Linked DNA regions of Gossypium arboreum: region 1 is linked to region 2. A link is a contact called in public Hi-C data. All regions are on one chromosome and are shown on one strand. The core of a region is the stretch at or near the end of the contact, and the rest is flanking DNA. Distances in the headings are between cores, read along the strand shown.

Region 1 (7,210 bases), core at 3,611-6,110, 80 kb before region 2:
AATCTCAGTCGTGGACGACTCTAAACCATCCCAAATCAAGATTATGAAATTGAAGCCAAAGTTAGATTCAAGATGCATAAAAAGGGAAGCTCAAATGAAAAATGATATGCTAACCGGAAGCCCCCCCTCAGCTTCTGTGCTGGTGAGAATATTTGTATTGTCCATATCCCAAAATTTAATTTGGTTATCATCACCAACAGCCAAAAAGCGATTCTTAGTTGTGTCAAACTGTACTACACCAGGAGAGTTCTTTTTAAAACCAGAAAATGCCCTCCTTATTTTTCCTTCACTTTCATTCCATTCAACCAAAAATGAATCCCCATCCTTACTTGTCCCGCAAGAGAATAATCTGAATTAGAGAGGGGACTGTTAATTAGTTGCTTCTCTTACATGGCTAAGGAGATATGTAGGATCACTTTAAGAAAGAAAGACCAACCATTGCAGATAATATTTTGATTTTTATCTACATACCTACTACCATCAGCACTATAGAGCATTCTGGTACACCATTGTCCAGGAGCATCATAGTCAACTCTTGAACCCATATTGTCATACAGCCAAGCCTTAATTTTTCCATCAATAGCAGTTGAAAATATAAACTGCAAGAATATGATAGAAGTTCATGCAATAGCTTAATGCACAAACAATTCTACAATTGAAGAGCATATTTATCAAGTTTGGAACTGTTGAAGCCTGGTTAATAAAATGTGAAACAGATCAAATACAAGACAAATTAGACAGATGCAAATAATTTTCTAAGACCTATAGAAGGGATATGATAAAAGATGCATTGGCACCACGGCATTCTAATATTGTGTAGAGTTGAAGTTCCAGCATCCAAAGTAACAAGAATAGTACAATTTATCATTTATTGTACAATTGTACACATTACTGTTATGTATGGCACAGATTTAGTAGTTGTACATATTTCTGAAACAAAAAGTTGTCTTATTTTCTTCTCAGAGATTAAAGTACACTCTGATTTCTCATGGTTACTTGAGAAACGGGTAATAGCCAATTGCTGCACATACTAATTACTTCTATATCTAAATATCAGCTTATCCACAATAAAGTACTTTCCCTTAAAGCATAAATTATCTTCCGGACTTCATTAAAGGAAATATCCTACCTGAATATTTTCCTTCTGGTGAGGACAAACAGAATAAACAGGTGACTCGTGGCCTTCAAAACTAAAAAGCTTGTTTCCAGCCAAATCCCACACCTACAACAGATGCTACTGAAACTGAGAACATATGAAGTTCAAAGAGAAAGCAAAAAAGAGCAGTCTATTTTATTTACTTTCCTCACCTTTATCAGCTTATCATCTCCACAAGTAACAACACAGAGTTTTTTGTTTGGATGAGAGAAAGCTATATCGTTTACACCACCCACATGGGCATCAATCTATCAGAAATCAGATAGATATCAGTTTGCTGTTACGAGTAATGCCTCCTTAAGCAAAGAATAAGAAAATGAATTAGAAACATGCCTCTAGGTGTGGACGAAGTTCATTGGACCCTTGATATGCATGCAAATGAACAAGATGTTTTGTAAATGCAATTCCTGCAACAAGAAATTTTCAATAAAGAAGCCCAAAACTGGACTCATTAAAGGAAAATCACTCTTACAGCACATACCAATCAAATTTCCATCTGGGGTCCAAGCTACACGGTTTACAGATATGGATGAATCTTTAACAATACTAGCCTGCAAGAGATATCCATTATAATCCTAACAGATGTATATTACCAAAATTCCAGCATTCAAGAAGTTGCAAGCAAAAGTATAAACCTCATCCTATTTCAATAACATTTTAAGAAGATGGGAAGGGGTGAGACAATTAAAAAAAATGCAACTCAGTTGATTGAATCGGGAGGACATGGTTCTTACTCCAATGTATAGTTTTGAAGAAGAGAGAAGTAATTTAAAATGGAGATGGGCCAATTCTCCCGTAACAGAAACAATTTGAGTGCCTAAACTGTGAAGTAACAAGCATTTTTAGACATAGGTGACCAGCTGGCCAAATAGTCAGATATTTTTATCTCGGTCAAATTAATTCTACTACTGTCAGTAATAACATGATTTTCTTGGGTCAAAGATGCAAGATCAACCTGAAGTAAAACTGAACAAGAAGCCATATCCCGTATCTTGAATGGTTTTGTCAGCAACCTCTCTCGCTTGCTAACTTCCCATAAGGAAATTTCACCATTGCTACAACCAACTATTATGAAAGACGCATAAAGCAAAGTAAGAAAATACAATCCACTGCAACAAAACCAAAGGAATTAATTTTGATTTAAAATACTCCAGGCAAGATGGTTTTGTAAAGTTTTCAACAATTTTACCAGTAAGTAGCGTATGATGAAAAGGATGGAAATCCATGCTTGTCACATTGGATCCCTGGTGAATGGTACAAGCAACAGACTTGGGTAGGTCATCAAGTGACCATGAAGCATGTTGAGGAGGAGCAGGATATGTGACCTGGACTTATTAAGGATCCAATTAATTGATATCATAAGTTAGAGCATAGTAGTAACCTATGTGGGAAGCATCTTATCAACAACAGATTTACCTCGTCAATAGATTGCGCAGACCGCAACCGTTTCATTAAGTGCTCATGATCAGTGCTCCCATACTCAACCATTCCAGGTGTATTTGATGGTGTTCTCGGATGTTTCAGAACTGAAACTGCGGTAAAATTCAAAATCAGATCAGGTAAGGAACTAATTATACAAGACCAAGATTTAAGACTAAACAGAATGACCCTCTTTAAATCAAACTTAAATCAATTTGAAGGAGTATACGACCAAAGCCCTGGAGTCTCTCAACTCCCTTTTCATCAAGATCATTCCCACAGTTTCACTAACAAGGAGACAAACGAAGAGGGCAGAAAGCACAAAGAATAGATATATGTCCCAGAAAAATTTACTCAAATGAATATAATATCTGAAGGAAATATATGAAAACTGAAAAGTATTGCTCCTTAAAGATGTTTATTCGACTACCATGATGAACCTGACAGCCAAAATGTCAACAACAATAAAAACATTAATGTTACCTTGATTTTGAGGAAAAGGCAAGGATGAAGCAGAAGCAGAAGCAACAGCGAGGGCAGATTGGACTGATGAGGAAGGATTGACATTTCCCATCCAGCCAGCTAAAGCAGTAGGATTAGGTGGAAAAGACTGCAATGCCATAACATGAGACAAAAAGCATTCTAAGTTCAGTACTAGATACATGCATCAGGAATATCCATGATTCAAGACTATAGTAAGCATTAGGATCATACATGTGCTCCTACTGGAGCATATGTTGAAGGCTTAGCAACTGCAGCAACTGGAAAAGTTACTGGAGTAGGTGCACGAGCTCCATTTGGGGGTGAACAACTGTGATCAGTGAACAAGGTTTTTATATCTGGATTAGGCTTAGGGTTCTTGCACAGCTGGTGTTGCCAGTTCAAACTGCAAATAAACAATCAGTCAGATTCAACATCATCCATACCATAAATACGACCAAATTTTCATGTAACGATGGGTAAAAATCACCTTTGATTAATTAGAGTTCGCAACCGTGATGCCTTCAAAGCAGGGAAAACAAGCTTTTCACGAAACAAGGGATTTGCTTCTATTAGTTTCTTAAGCTCAATCAGCATTATGCTCCGAGCCGATTTAGTATCACCATACTTTGATAACTGCTCATTTTCCCTACATTATATCACAAACAAAAAACTTAGGAAGTCTTAAACTGCCTATAATTTTATATCCAATACCAACCTTCAATCATTACCTAAAGTTCCCCAGTGTTAAAAGGTGGGTAATTTCCTTAAAAAGTTCTTCATTAAATGTGGAAAAAACCTTCAAATCCTTCACTAAAATCTCAACAGCTTTAGCTCTATCATTACTGAAACACAACAAAAAAAATGTCAAAACAATATATTATTATACGTAATTACAACAAACCCAATCTCATTGGCATTAACTAAGCAAAAAAAAAAAAAAAAAAGGGAAACAGAGATTACCGGTCCAAAGCTTCTAGATACTTCTGCTTTCTGATCTCAAAAAAAATCTTCATTGAATACCGGTTATCGTCGACTTTAGTGAACCCAGATAGGTATTTCTCAACTTCGTCCCATTCTCCGGCGAGAATTTTCTCTTCGAAGTATTTCATGTTGAAGAAGAACCCTGACTCTTGCTCTAATCTGTGAGCTCCACCACAAAAAACGACACAAAATCCAATTAAAAACGACAATACCAAACATATATACATATATATGAAAAATGAATTTAAGAGTTTACCTGTGAACGGTCTCTTTAAATTTTTCTTCTTCAAGGAACTGGAGAATCAAAAACACTAATTCTCTGCTGAGAGAAGACATTTCTTCCCAATTACTTTGAACAAAAAAAAAAACTTAATCAATCGAGAAATTGAGAATTTAAATTAGGGGCTAAGCTTTTTGATTTTGACCAAAAGAAATATAAACAGAGCAAAAGCGAGAGAAATGAAGTCTGAGGATGAGTGAAAGGTAAATTGAAGAAGATGAAGAAAGGTGGTTGAAACGACGGCGTCTCTTGTAAGTTAGCGGCTGGTGGTGGTGTTTAAGGTGAGGAATCGGTCGTACTTTTGACAGATTTCTAGGGTTAGCGGTTCCAATTTCATGCTTAGCGTTCAACGAAAACAGTAAAAGAAAAAAAGCTGCCAAACCAATAAGAAAAAGAAATTGAAAAAGCGAAAAAGATAACGAAGAGAGAGAAGTTGAGTTCTTTTAACTTTTTTCGATGCATTTTTTGCAGGGTATCTGCGATACACAACAACTATCACTTGATAAGTAATTCAACTTATCACTGGATTTGATAAGTTGCCATACTTATGACTATCCTGAAACGATTACGTGGGGTTAAACTGATTTTTAGCTATTGCTGTCTGCAAACGGGAGTTTGTAGAACTGGGTTACGTGATTACGTGGATGAAACTTAATGGTTTGTTGGAAAAGTTATTGAGTGGGTTGTGATGTAGAAGATGATAACTTTTGGATTTGCGTGGTTTCTAACGGAACTGAAAATGGGAAATTAAGTGGATTAAATAAAAGATACTAAAGTCCACCACATCCATCTGCCGTTCCACTGTCGGTTAAAGACACACGTGTCACACTTTGACACTGCAATCTGCTCGACAACTTAAATTGTGTCAGGTTCTATTTTTTTATTTATCTCCTCAGAAATTCTAGAATCGGAAGCTTCCAATAAATTAAACTAGGAAATTAAGACTTAAATATACCCCTTGATGTCATAAGTTAATCGTGGTAAATTTGAAAACTTATTAAAATATTTTGTATAAAATTAATAAAATTTTAATTTATGATACAATAAAATTTAAATATTTATTTTAATTTATTTGATTACTTCTAATACTATTCTTTTCCTTTTCTTTATTATATATATATTCATATGGTAATGTACTAAATTATAATATATAGGGAAAAAATAATTTATGGTGTTTTAGGATAAATAGTTGAATTTGTTAAAATAGTACATGAGAAATGAACATAATTGTTGAAAATAATTGATAATATTTTTTATTTAAGTTTATTTGTCTAGTAAAATACTTAGGTAGTGCTATTAATTTTTATTTTTTATTTTAAAAGAGTTGGTCGCCATTATTTATAACATCAATTCAATTAAAGAGTTTTATATATTGTGTCAACCCTTGTTTAGAGCAGTGGTTGGAATTTCCATCAATAACTTAGATGATATGAGTTTTAGCCTTGACATCCTCTCTCCAATATTGTATTGATAAAAATAAACTATATCTATATTATATTACCAAAAGAAACTATACTTATATTACAATAAACTATATATATTAGAGTATGTCACACTTATAATGAGAGTGTAAAATTATATAAAATGTTGATTAAAATTTATGTAATAATAAAAAAGTTTAAAATGACAAAGTTGAATATTCATAATAAAGGTATCTTAGGTTCAAATATCTTTAATCATAATAATATCTTTAAAAATAGTTCTCATAATAATATAACTTACTTTGTACAATTAATCATTTTAATCATTTTCAATTAAATTAGTGTACAATTAATTTATAATACTAATTTAATTAGAAATTTAAATAATATAAATATATCTTTAACTTGAGAAAAGAAAATCAAGTCCAACGAAACCTTAAACACTTGATATCAAGCACGTCATCAAGATTGTGAAAAATAAAATAAAATAAAGAACACACAAATTTTACGTGGAAACCCTTTCGGGAAAAATCCACGGACAAAGGAGAAGAAAATTCACTATGTCGAAAAATTTGAATTCAAATACAAGAGGAATAGACTATGTCTATTTATAGGCTTGTAAAGCCATATTCTAGTAGGATTGAAACACTTTATCCTAATCAATATAAAATAGATGGAGTTTAATAAGGTTTAAAAAACCTTATTCTAAAATAAAATAAAAGAAGTCTAGTTCTATATGGATTTTACTTTTATTTTATTTTCCATCGTATTTTATTTAAATTAGAATTCAGGTCACTTAATTCTAACAATCTCCACCTTGACACAAATTCTCAATGAACAAGTTCTTCATTGCGAACTTTTAATGAACAAGTTCTCTACCTCTTCCATAAAACCCCTTAAGGGTTTAACTTCAACAATGAACACCAACCAAGTCTAAGCAATGCTCAAACTTGGTTATAGGAAGTGACTTAGTCATCATATCTGCAGGATTTTCATGAGTACTAATTTTGCTCACAACAATATCACCACGAGCAATAATATCACGAACAAAATGATACCGAACATCAATATGTTTTGCTCTCTCATGAAACATTTGATCTTTTGTAAGGAAGATGGCACTCTGACTGTCACAAAATATTGAACTGATTTGAAGGTCTTCATTGAGTTCACTAAATAGTCTCTTCAACCAAATAGCTTCTTTACAAGCCTCAGTAATCTCCATGTACTCAGCTTCAGTGGTAGACAAAGCGACTGTAGTTTGTAAAGTGGCTTTGCAACTAATTGCACAACCTCCGATTGTAAAGACATAACCTGTGAGGGATCTTCTTCTAGAAAGGTCTCCAGCAAAATCAGCATCAACATACCCTATGACTCCATCTTTAGTTCTTCCAACTGTAAGCAAACATTAGTAGTGCCTCGTAAGTATCTTAAAATCCACTGAACTGCTTTCCAATGTTCTTTACCGGGATT
Region 2 (7,461 bases), core at 1,570-4,069:
GGAAAAAAAAACACTTTAGAACTTTTTTTATATTTTTAAATATTATATTTTTTCTATTTTTAAAGTATTTTGATTTTATTTTTGGAAAATTTATCAAAGCTTTGGCAAAATTTTATTTTTAATTTTCTGAATTTTATTATTTTTAAATTTTATAATTCTATGAAATATTTTTGAAATTTTTATTATTTTATTATAATTTTTATGCTTTGTTTTGGATTTTAAGAATTTTTAATATTATATAATTTATTAATTATGAATAGTAGAATTTTAAGAAATTAAAGAGATTAATTTATTTATTTTTAAAATTGACAAGAATCCAATGAATATTTACATCGAAATAAAAATGCCTAAACTTCAAAATCAATGTACTAAAATTAAATTTGAATTGTTAAAATTTAATTTAATTTGAACTTAAAAACTTAAATTATTTATTGAAATTCAACAACTCAATCAACTCAAATTAAAAATTTAAAATTTTATTATTATGTTAAGAGAACAACAAATAACTTTTTATGGTTAAATTCCAAGAATAGTTTATGTACCTACTGATTTGTGGATTTAGTTCTTCTACTTTTATTTAGTCAAAATTAGTCTATCTACTTTTCGATTTGCTTCATTTACTTTTTCCGTTAACTTTATTAAAAATTAGGTACAACTATAAATTTAGCCTCTCAACTTTTACAACTTTTATCAATTTGGCTCCTTTTTTTTATTGTTGCTTTAATTATTTAAAATCTATAAATAATTATATTAAAATATAAATTTTCTCATATGTGCCAACAAATTAAATATAAAAAAAACCAAAACTTATTATTAATCATTACTATCAATAATTTAACTTGTAATTCTCATTTAGTTACAATAAGTACAGTATATATTAGGTAATTTACATTATAAATCAGAAAATTTAACCTCAACTTTCAAATAAATCACAAACTTTTGATTTAATCAAATTACATAATTTAATTTTAATTATTAACAACTTAAGTCACTTACAATAACACTGCTACATTATTTTAACGAAATATCTCAATCCACATTTTACTTTGCGTGCTTTTAACATGTGAATTGGAATTCTAAATAATTTTTGTAAGTTTATTTTTTAAAGTTTGATTAGGTGACAAGATAGAGCTATAGTTTTCTTTTTATCTTTTTCTTCTTCGTGCTGATGGCAATATTGGGATATTGAGAAAAAAAAAGTATTTTCGATTTTTCACAAAAATCTAAGAATAACCTCCAATGAAAATGGCACTTCATGGATTTCAATACCCTTGCACCAAAAAAGGTTGTGGGCTTGTGGAAAATCGAAAGACACCATGCACAAAAAAAGGACATGAAGACTTTCTTTCTTTTCTTTTATTTGGGTTTTGATTTTTTAGAAGGTTTTGTTTGTTAGTTTCAATTATTAGGGGAAGCTGTGAGAGTTTAAGGAAAATGAAAGAAGAAAGTGGGAAGAGCTGAAAGAGAGGGATTTTTTTCTAAGTTTCTTATTAGTTTTCTAATTGCGTAAAAATAAACTTATAATTAATTAAATAATAATTTATAATATAGTGGTGATTAATATTAAATTTAAGTGTTTTGACACATTTAGAATATTTTATAAAAAATTTAATTAGTCTACATTTTTAAATATAATTTTAATAAGAAAAAATGTTGGGGTTAAATTGACAAAAAATTAAAAGTTAAAGAGCTAAATTTTTATTGTACCTAATTTTTAATAGGAAAAAGGTTAATAGATGGAATGAAAATGAGCAAATCGAAAAGTAAAGAGACCAATTTTGAGCAAATAAAAGTAGAGGGACTAAACCATATAAATCAATAAGTACAGGGACTATACTTAGAATTTAACCCTTTTTTATTTTATCATTCCTATTCACACTCGCGAGATGTTGGCTTTGGGTACAAATTTCCTCGGTAAGCTTTTCCTTTTTTTCCCTCGCATGTGGGGAGCTGATTTAGTCACATGAGAGGTTTATATCCCACATCGATCAACTCTTGAGCATAAGGAGTAAAGTTAGGTTTATAAATAAGGACGAGCTCCTCCTCAAGAATCTAACCCGTCCTGTCAGGGTGGAGGATGACTCGTCAATGATCGTATAGAGACGGCGGGTCGTGCCAACACCTAGTACATCGAACACTCTTATTTAAGGCGAGTGGATTCCACCCTACTTAGGTGGAATTTACCCGTCAATTTTTGGAAGCCAAGCCCTTGTGGCTAGGCTCTCAGCAACTCCTTTAAAGTTTTCTCCATAGAAACGTCGTTCTCTTTGGAAGTTATCTTGGGCAAATACCATTCGGAATTTTAGCCGTCAAATACCAATACGCTGCTTGTATATCAAATTTTAAATCGTTGGTCAAATTGGTTTTATGTAATCTGGTTCAACTCGCGAATCAATCAATTGATGTCTCTCTCTACTGTCAAATCTGTAATGGTTTGCTTGGAAAGAAAATGGAACTTTTAGGGATTCTTTATTCTGTTTAGCTGTAGTATGCTTCAGTTTTTTCATTTTTTTCTATGGCATTTTATGTGTTGAAGTATCTGAAGGGTTCTACAGAATTCCATTCTATCACATATTCAGCAGTACTGAAATGGGTCTATTGAATCACCAAAAACAGATGGCCAATATCAAGAAGCAAAGCAAAACCTAGCAGTTAAGCAAGCTTCTATTTGGAGGCCTTGAAGGGGTTGACCTCTTGAAACAGCTTGGGGTGAAAGAAGAGGCAAATGGCTGAAATATCATCCATTGCTATCCCTCTTTTCTTAGATCTCCATGCTCTCATCGCACATTGGACCAACCTTTTCGCTGACTTCTCCCTATCATCTGTGGAACAAACAATCTCCACTGCTTCTTCATTGGATATAACATCCCACACCTAATAATCACCACCACAACATCAAATTAATCTAATCACAGCAACAAAGGCATAAACCAAAAGGGATTTATTTTACCCCATCTGTTGCTAAAATGACAAACTGGTCTTTGTTTGTGATATTCCACTGAAATTAGCCCAAACTCTCACACAGTGGTCACCAATGGCTCTTGAAACAGCTAGCCCTGGGGCGTCCCCTTTTGGCATCCACACCCTGTAAACCCCTGGTTCATCTCTTAAACAGCTCACTCCCCCTTGTGACTGTCTTATTCTTTCAGCTTCCTCTGTTACATTCATCATTATTAATCAATAAACTACCCATAATTTACATATAGGGAGAAATATGCATAGAGTTCTAGCCGGGAATGTTAGGCTTGAAATCAATAGTGAGCTGAAATGGGATCAAAATGCCATCATCTGATATGGTTGCTAACACTGCCCTTGAATCACCAACATTTGCTATAACAAGATGTTCACCCTAATCATCAACACATCAATAAAAATTTCTACTCGAACCTTCGGAAAATCGTAAATGAAGCCGGAAATTTAACATCTACCTGTTTAATGATTGTCAAAGCTGTTGTTCCACTGTGGAATGAATCAATCCCAGGGTGGTGTTTAAGCTCTTCATCAATGTCAGCATATGTTTTCAAGCAAGATTGTTTCCAAATATCAAACTGATGATTACGAGTACTTCGGTTCGGTTCAGTGTTGAGCTCTTGGCCAAGTGAGGTTAAGGCAAGGGCCTTTTGCCAGTTGCAAAGCAAAGAAGGAGGTACTGATTGTTTGACCCTTTTAGCTATAATATGACCCCATGGACCATGACCATCAAAAATACCACAGAAAATCATGTCCTCTTGGCATCCAAATTCCTAAATCAAGAATCAAAAAACAACTAAGTATGAACATTGAATATCAATGGTGAAAATAACTGAAATCGTAAAATAACGATCATAACATCGCATGGAATGAGTTTTAAAATACCTCCCAGACTATTGTACAATCTTGGTTGATTCCCTTTTGTCCTCTCTTGGAACAGATTGAGGCAAAATTGTTTGATTTGTTGGACTTAAAAGTAGCAGAGGAACTCAACATCAAATCGTTCTTCTTGGCATCCTTGGCCAAGGTTTCGGCCACTTCTCGTCCGATATCATCCTCCGTACTACTATTATTCTTCCCTTTCTTCATTGAAACCGTCCTCGCCAATCCATCGAGAAACGACGGGAAAAACATCATCTCTTCTTCTATATACTTAGAAGAAAAGAAAATGATCAAACTAAGTGTATATATATATGTTATATTGGATCAATAAATCTGTCAGCTATATGATTGAAATCTCACAGTTCCTTTGTAACACCAATGTCGATGGCCAGAATCTCGAGTCACTTTGTCGGAACTTGACTGATGATCCTTGGGGATGATATCAAGCAGTGAAGTTGCTTATATTCCATTTTTATTATTGTGTCAAACTATTGCAACTCTTATTGATACGTACGTAATGTAAATTTTGATAGGGTAGGCTCCAAAAAGGACAAAAGTGCCATTGTTTTGGTTGCTAAATAATGCACAGGAAATGGGTAGCTTGGACATTTCAGAAGCAATTTAGCATAAAGATTAAAGAATACTGTTACTGTTTTTCCGAGGGTTAGAAGCATAGATTATTCAAATATTGAATTAAGATTGATCTTAATTGAAGACTTAAATATAAATCTTTATAATAAATGCTAAATGCGAATTTATAATTATTAATAAAATCGATTTCACCCCACCATTTTGTTTAATAAATAATATCTTTTCTTATCTCAAATTAAAATATCTATAAATATTTTACAACTAAAAAGAAAAGATATGTTGTTTAATGGAAATGGCTGAGATAAGAATGGCACTATCAAAAGGAGCAGTTAGGGATATAGAACTTTGAATACGAAAGGTTGGTTAAAGGAAAAAAAAAATCAACTAAACAATGATGTGTATTAAGCCACTAACTATGAAAAAAATATTTGCATTTAAAGAAATGTATGTTTTTTGGCCACAACAAAGCCACCAAACATATGGCTGCCGTGGAAATGTTGGGAGCATAGAGCAAGACGCTTGATTGTAACCCTATAACCAATTTACTGCTAACCAAAAGAAAAATTATACAGAAGGTGGATAGATAGAGTGGTCCATTTTTTTATGGTTTTTAAAAATTGCATTCAACTTGACATTAACCTTTATTAGGATGGATAAAGTGAAGGCCCTTTCCCAAGTCTAATTTTAACAATTTTGGAGTAAAACATTTGAAATTTTAATCCTTCAAAAATAAATCAATCATTAGAGAAAGTGAAGCCACTTATTGGCTTTTTAATTTTTTTTTTTATGGATTATTGAAATTTTACTTTTGTAAATGGATAAACTTGTAAATATTCAAAGTTGAACCCACCCCGAACAGCTTTATCCAAAAAAAAAACATGGTTTAGTTTGATTTCCTCAAATCTTAATGTGAAAGAAAAATAGGAAGGATTTGTTTCTATTTTGAGATTAAAATAAAAAAGTAAATAACAAACTAGTCTCATATCCGGCTCAACTTGAAAATTTACAACAATCCATGAACAGGTATGTAGAGGAAAGCTTTGGTTCAATTAGGTATTGTTTGGTATTAAGACTTTTTACACAAAGAATGATTGAGATGCATATTTCGTTAAGGAGGTTTTACAAATGTATAATCAGTCTCTCTTTTTTGTCTGTCTTCTGTATAATATGAAAAAAAGAATTTCAGGCTTTTTGTATAACCTCTCCCTCACTCAATGAAAAACTTGGGGAGATGCATAATATTCACTCTCATTAAATACAGGTCGTAAATCTTCTTTGGACATGAAATCCAAGGGGAACGAAACAAGATGTCCTCTTACCGATTTTAATCTTTCCATGGGGTCTACTTCTCTAACCTCTCCGTTGTGATATGATTCTAATTTTGTAGGGGCTATTCCTAAATCGATTGTAGTGTGACCGAGTCTTTCTTTCCAATATGCAATGCTTTGTCGGAGAGCAAGCCTGCATTTTATGGTACATGTCACTCATGTCGTTATTAGGATTAGCCGAAAACAAAAAGAATTAAGGTTCGTAAGAAAGAGATGTAGTCATACCGGGAATGTATGAGATCACTCGGGACACAGGAGAACACATCCTGGTAGATTGTCGTATTCATCTGTGACATAAATGATTCCTTGTTTGTTATTCGGAGTTTGTAATCCATATTAAAACAATGTGAGCCATCTAGTCTCATTAGGCTGGCTAACCCTACTTAACTGGCTGATTTTCATAAACATCAGAAATTCTTTGATTTCTTTTAATTGGAACATTTAAGAATATAAAATGAAAAAGTATTGAAAATTAATGGAATTCCGGCTCTTACCTTTGCAGTCCCAACCCATATATCTTTGTAACTCGAATCGATCATGGGGTCGATTATTTGATTTATCTGAGGAACATGAAAAAGGAAAGGACAAACGTGTTGATCAGCTGAATGATACAAGATACTATAAAATCTATATGACTGATCCCCGAGACCAATTCAATGAGCATAATCTTGAATGTAAAATAATGAAACATTGAACGATGGCTCACAAACCTCTCCTCGGTGAAGACCAAGATGTTCGGACCACAATGAAAGGCGAAGGCTCAAAGCAAATTTTCCAGCCTTCCAAGGATTTCCTCCCATCCATGAATCAACAAATTCTTTGTCTTCGATAAGCACGCCAATCTGAAACATTAGTCGTGACATTAATCTTGTTGAAGAAGTGATACAGATATGTTATATCCCAGTTGGGGACAAATAAATGCAGAAGTGTTCCATTTCCCATAAACCATCACTCTTTTATTAAATATAAAAAGACATACCGCAACTTCATGTTTTAGATCTTACGTAACTCTATTACTGATCCCCTTTAAATATGTTAATACCAAATTTCAAGTGAACTGTTTTCTCCATTACACTATATTTTGTCATTTATCTCCATTAACATTTCAACCCCCAACTAGCTTAATATTTTCAGACAACATTTTAAAAACATTACAGAATATTGAGATACCTCTGAATCTCTTGAGCCGAGTAAACTTCTATCGTTAATATTAGCAGATCCAATTAAGGCAGCACGGTCATCAATTATCATAACTTTACTATGCACATATACCTGAAGAAATGGAAGACAACAAATAAATCGGCAAACATGATTATGATACATTTTGAACTTTCATTGTTAAGTTGCTATGACATGATATGCCTGTAAAAAGAATTAAGCAGAACTGGCAAATGATAGTTGAAGATAAAAACATACCGGACTGGTAGCCACAGGACCGCCATCAAAAAGTTTACCGTGTGCTCTAAGACCATGGAAAGATATGTAATCATAAGCTTTAGGTCCAAGAAGATCATAAAGATTATGCAGTATTGAATTCTGTCCTCTGCAAATGGTACGATACTGCCAATGCATTATGGCTCTCACAGATGCTGCACCAGCATCATCAAGACCTCCCTGTTAAGTTTTAAAATGAGTTCAAACATAATTCAATTATATAATCTTCAAATTAAAAGAGTATCAGGCCAAAACT

What was found. A called contact is a pair of places that touch in the nucleus more often than the background predicts.
Region 1: a Hi-C map of leaf shows a contact between it and region 2, with 3 times the contacts expected there. The contact joins the promoter of LOC108489579 here to the enhancer-like site in region 2. A contact is called at or near these places in 2 of 5 Hi-C or Micro-C datasets (both in leaf).

The regions. Positions count from the first base shown.
Region 1 is chr10:107,806,983-107,814,192 of ASM2569848v2, reverse strand. It overlaps LOC108489579 (topless-related protein 2), which reads right to left and starts at 4,860. Exons shown (of 25, transcript XM_017794226.2): 1 at 4,296-4,860; 2 at 4,019-4,198; 3 at 3,787-3,900; 4 at 3,546-3,704; 5 at 3,290-3,461; 6 at 3,059-3,185; 7 at 2,573-2,688; 8 at 2,346-2,481; 9 at 2,112-2,221; 10 at 1,638-1,707; 11 at 1,490-1,563; 12 at 1,309-1,404; 13 at 1,130-1,222; 14 at 472-599; 2 more. The coding sequence starts at 4,375.
Region 2 is chr10:107,724,974-107,732,434 of ASM2569848v2, reverse strand. LOC108487029 (phospholipase D zeta 1-like) reads right to left here. Exons shown (of 20, transcript XM_017791231.2): 15 at 7,188-7,385; 16 at 6,942-7,043; 17 at 6,482-6,613; 18 at 6,266-6,331; 19 at 5,997-6,058; 20 at 5,517-5,904. The coding sequence ends at 5,655. It also overlaps the pseudogene LOC108488676. Among protein-coding and RNA genes, the nearest start is that of LOC108487029, 11 kb to the right of the region's middle. Within about 2 kb of position 2,819, at least 2 of the 2 cell types and tissues checked have an H3K27ac peak or open chromatin away from gene starts, as enhancers often do. A contact at or near this core is called in leaf, where this site is marked.